Linked DNA regions of Mus musculus: region 2 is linked to region 1. A link is a contact called in public Hi-C data. All regions are on one chromosome and are shown on one strand. The core of a region is the stretch at or near the end of the contact, and the rest is flanking DNA. Distances in the headings are between cores, read along the strand shown.

Region 1 (2,626 bases), core at 70-2,569:
AGAGAGAGAGAGAGAGAGAGAGAGAGAGAGGAAGGAAGAGAGAAAGAGAGAGAGGGGGAGGAAGGAAGGAAGAGAGAAAGAAAGAAAGAAAGAAAGAAAGAAAGAAAGAAAGAAAGAAAGAAAGAAAGAGGGAAGGAGAAAGGGAAGGAGGGAAGGAGGGAGGGAGGGAGAAAGACATACTGGAGAGGGATGAAATGTTCACACATTTGTAATGGGCCCTTGGATGGATGGATGGATGGATGGATGGATGGGTGGGTGGGTGGGTGGACTGATGGACAGACAGACAAACAGACAAAACAGAAATACAAGACAAATCTAAAACTTCTGGAATTCTAACTCCTGGGTTGTAATATGGCCTGTCCTGTAAAGTTCACAGACAAGATGGCTTAACGTTTTGCTCACAATTATGTTTGCACATGAAGTATCTATCCTCCAAGAAGATACATGAAGTATCTATCCTCCGAGAAGGTACTTGAGAGCATATTCCCCAGCTGGGAAATACCAGTTTGGAAACTTCTGGAAGCCTTTTTGGAGTTTGTAAGTAGACCACTGTGGGTGTCCTTGGGAACTGTAAGCCTCTACTGGGCCCACCTGTGTGTCTCTGTAATGAACTAAACAGCCTCGGCCATTCTCTCAGCCACCATGGAGTTGGGCTGTTCCACACGCCCCAAAGCAACGGAGACAAAAAAAAAAGCGAAAACAAAAACAAAAAACGATGGATCTCTAAAAACCACAGGCAAAAACATGAATTCTGCTGGTTAATGTCAGGTATTTTGTCTCAATGGCAAAAAGTCTAATGCAGTTGCTAAACCTCTTGTATATTACAAAACATCTTAGTTTGTGCACTTGATTATTAACTTAATTGACTAAAAGTAAAAATGTTAATTTTGTAGGATTAGCTATGTTTGCCAGCTGTTGCTAGGTAAAGCAACAGAGGAAATGTTTATGTGCATAACTACAAAAAACATGACGATGTTAATCAACACTGGGCGCGCGCGCGCGCACACACACACACACACACACACACACACACACACACACACACGCCCAAGCTCTAGGACATTAGAACAGATGTACGAGGATGACAATGACAATACCCCATCCATGCTGGAAGGAGCACAGCTGGTTCTGTTCTATCTGCCTTAAGGCCTCAAAAGAAATGACTTGTCACCAGACTGGGGCGGGAAAATGTTTGAGCACAGTAGCTCTGAGCCCATCTGAATTCCCTCCTCTGTCACTGATTGGCTAAGATATGGGAAGAAACAGCGCCCAGCCTCCTGCGGCTCCACTCGTCATTGGCTGAGAAGAGGTGGCAATCAGAGTTGGCCGAGACTGATGCCCTAGCTTCAGCTCTGTGCTGGTCTGGGAGCACTGTCGCCGCTGTAGTCGCTGTCTGGGTCCCTTCCGCGGTACTCTTGCCTGGAAGCTGCTTCCTAGGCTCCGGGCGCGGACACCATGGTGAGTGCTGTCAGGATGGTCAGCGGAACATCACACCTGAGCGGGTGGACCTTGACTGGCTAGAGAGCTGGCTGAGATGCAGAAACAAGCCCCAGGGCACACAGAGCGGAGGGCCGCGAGGAACAGCGCTTTTGGTGGGAGGTGGGGACATATGATCTGCTGGAGTGCTCCGAGTCTCTGGGTCTGGTTGGGTCCCCACCACTCAACCCCAGCCTCCAACTTCTGGGGATTCTGGGTTCCACGGGCAGGGTGGTGTGGGAAGCTCAGGGCTCAGGTTCCTGAGCTACCCCTGTTGCACCACGGTGACAGGTGAGCAGGGGTAAGAAGATGGGGGAGGGGAAAGGGACGACGAGAATTCAAAGATCCCGCAGAGTCCCCCCTTTTAGAATAGGGTACCCGAAAGCTTATCCTGAAGGCGAATGACAGGTCAGAGGCACCGGGTGGAAGACCGGGTTGCAAGGCGCGGGTCCTTGACCACGGTCTCTCTCTCTGCCCTTCAGTACGGTTTCGTGAACCATGCCCTGGAGCTGCTGGTGATCCGCAATTATGGTCCCGAGGTGTGGGAAGACATCAAGTAAGTGAACAGCCCCGCTCCCAGGGCCGCGCGTTGGCACCGAGCCCGCGCCCGCCCGCTTCCCTGGCTGCTCCCAGCAGGGTCGTGGTGCGCATCCTCCGGTCTCCTCTCCCACGCTCCGAAGCCGGGACCAGGAGAGGAGGGTAGGCCGGGGCGTGGCCGCGTGATCAAGCCCCTTGGGGTCGCTGCGGCCTCTTCACCCGGACTGAGCGTGGGAACACCCAGACAGGCAGAGCACTGTGACTCCCAGGCCAGGTTCAGAGGGTTGGCTAGCTCCCATGCAAGGGGACCTGGGGGCTTCCTGGGCCTCTGCAAGGTCTTAGGATCAGAGGCAGGAAATGAACAGAAGATTCGCTTTCTTTTGCGATTTGCACACCAGGAACACGTAATATGGTTAAATCATTTGGTTATGGTATAGTACACTCAAAGATTATTTCTCCAGTAAGTCATGAGAAACCGATATGTAATAAAGGGACATTTTCCCTTTAACTTGCCCAAATCACCCTTGCTTTGCTGTGTTTTCTTCTGGCAACCCTAGCAGGGCATCCTAGTTTCTGTAGAGCTTTGAGTCTGGTACTCAGATAAGACGAGAAA
Region 2 (2,626 bases), core at 76-2,575, 120 kb before region 1:
TAGGAAAATTACAGTAATGTAATTTGTGGGGAGTACATATGATTATGAATTAGGAGAAGGCTTTCAGAAAAGGAGATGTGTTTGTCTACGTTCACTTCCAGATAGTGCCTGGCCTCATGTTCTTCAATCCTTTATGAATAAAGACTCGGTAGATTGTTCATTCATACCTGTGCAGATACCTCTTGGTAATATTTTCTTTTGTATTTACTCTTGAAAGTTTGATACCACTAAAACGTTAAGGTGACAAATTATATATCCATGTATTCAAATAATTTTATGACTTTATCCTTAAAATTAATAACTCTTTTCAATTGAGAGCAAATGAATTTCATTTACAGGTTTTCTTTTCTAATATTAAAGCACTTCAAGTAGTTAATGTGCTGGACTTAAATATATATTCTGAAAGAGTCTAGTACGTTTTGTAAGAATTAAAACAGACGTGTTCACATGTGTATAATATTTCGAGATTTGTTATTCAGATTATGACACTTTAATAAAAATGGAACAGTATTCAGACAAAAATAATGAATAGTATAGTATCTTTAATAGTGGCCAGATGTTGTAGTGCCATTTGATATGTGTTAGCTTCTTTGCTTACCACAGCAATCTTTCGACATATAAAACAAAGCCTGAGAGGATAAAGAATTTTCACTATTAGGACTTAGGGCCAAGTGGTTCAGTTTCAAGGAACAAATATTTCAACATTAAATCAAATTAACTCCAATATGAAATCTGATTGCCAACAAGTGAAGAGAGAACAAAGGAGCTTACAGATTAACATTCAGTCAAGCATATTTAAGTATATATCTACATATGTATAAGCTATGACGTATATAGCTGTGTCTGTACAACAAGGACACCCAGTCACCCAGTCATTACTCATTCCATCATGTTTTTGACTCTTTCCTTGTGTCTGAGCTTTTCCAAGTGTTTGTCACAATTGCCTTTGATCCTTAGAACAGAAGCCCCTTGATGGCCATCTTAAGACAATGGTCCCAGAATTGTCATCTTAGCAGCAGAGATCTAGTAGGCAGCAGAATGGCTGAGCACAGTTGGTCCAGAAATAATGGCCTGAGATAATGAGCATTCAGACCATGGCAGTACTAGCCTGTCCTGAATAGAAACTCCCAGTGATTGCCTTTCTTTCTTTGTTTACTCGGAGATTGCTATAATACTGAAAGATAAACTTCAGTCATTGGCCCTATGTTCTTGGAGTGATCATATTTTTAAATCTCGTTTCTTTTATCACCATTCCATGCCTGTTTGCTTAGCTTTCTAGAATGAATGGCTAGCTGGTTTTATGGGGCAGGCCTTCCTTAAGTAAGCATTTTCTCCCTGTTGTCTGCACATACTATTTACGTACATGGCATTTAATGTGCTGGAATGTCGTGTATTCCCTTCTCAGTTCTGAGTCACCTGACTGGTCCCTGTTCACTGAAGCCCTGAGGAAACCTTGCACAATCACTTGAGAGTTATTTTCAAATCTCACATTGCGTATGAGAAGAAACAGTGGTTTTGAATATGAAGTATGTTCATGCTTCAGATAAAATGAACCCATACCTAGAGAGTGGAGACAACAGAGTTGGTTGCTTTGGACCTTGCCAGCTTTTAATGACAAGTGCAGGCCTCTGTAATAATGCAGGCCTGCACTATTATCATGATCATCTGCAGCCGGAAGGGAAGAGTGCCTGGCTCTGCCAATTTCTGTGGAACAGAACTGAGAAGGTGTGTGTTTTTATATGCCTAACGACAAAGCTTACAAGTGTTACTATAGCACCCATCTCAGCAAAGTCATGCCCAGGAGCTAATAGAGAGGAAAATGGATAAGGTCATTTAGTGGCCAAGCTTCACTAACCTTATCATGGAACTCTCCTTATCAAGATCACAAGGGAGCCAAGGGAGCTATAATGATCACACACACTAATTCAGATGGACTTGATAGACTCTGTGTTTTCCATCCCTTGTCCTACCCCTTCTCTTTGTCTGTCAGTCAGACCTGTTACTTATGTCTAATGAATAAGACAAGGTAAAGGAGATGGTGTGTTTCCCATTGATGCATTACATTACAGAGCATTCTGTCTGCCTAGCATTCCCCACATGTACCTTTAAGCAAAAGAGGACCACAGAGTAAATAGAATTATTGGAGAAATCTACTGGCAGCTTTCCTACCAATCTAGGTCACAGTCACTAATCCCTTGAATTTGTTCCAGGTCTATGGCAGGCCAAACATAGCACTATGTATTTGTTTGTTTGTTTTGTGTTATTTTGGCATGGCCTTGTCCAACATCAGAATTTCTCTTCCCAATTAAAACTTTATGGATTTTTTTTCATCAGTTTGAGTAAAGTATCAGCAGAACCTTAGATGGGCCTTACCAAAACATGATCCCCAAAAGTAGGCCTCTTATTAGACCCTACCTATTAAATGATCCATAATCAACATTTCTCAATAACAGCATGCCCAGGTAACCAAGTGCTAGACACATGGACTGCTGGAAGATGCCCAGACCTAAGTTCACTTTTTCTTGCCCTGTTTACTAATATGGCTTCCTTGTTCTGCTTTTTAGATTTCTTTTTCAGAATATGGCCTCCTTTCCTCTCTGTTTTTTTTTTTTTTTTTTTCTGCTGT

The links. A called contact is a pair of places that touch in the nucleus more often than the background predicts.
Region 2: a contact with region 1 is called in a Hi-C map of the N1E-115 cell line, with 1.9 times the contacts expected there. The contact joins the enhancer-like site here to the promoter of Gucy1b1 in region 1. A contact is called at or near these places in 8 of 484 Hi-C or Micro-C datasets (CD4 T cells, the HL-1 cell line, the N1E-115 cell line and 5 more).

The regions. Positions count from the first base shown.
Region 1 is chr3:82,073,404-82,076,029 of GRCm38.p6, reverse strand. It overlaps Gucy1b1 (guanylate cyclase 1, soluble, beta 1), which reads left to right and starts at 1,319. Exons shown (of 14, transcript NM_017469.4): 1 at 1,319-1,458; 2 at 1,959-2,032. The coding sequence starts at 1,456.
Region 2 is chr3:82,193,455-82,196,080 of GRCm38.p6, reverse strand. All of the region lies in intron 2 of Gm29921 (a long non-coding RNA gene), which reads left to right. Among named protein-coding and RNA genes, the nearest start is that of Gm29921, 42 kb to the left of the region's middle. Within about 2 kb of position 1,325, at least 5 of the 459 cell types and tissues checked have an H3K27ac peak or open chromatin away from gene starts, as enhancers often do. A contact at or near this core is called in the N1E-115 cell line and cortical neurons, where this site is marked.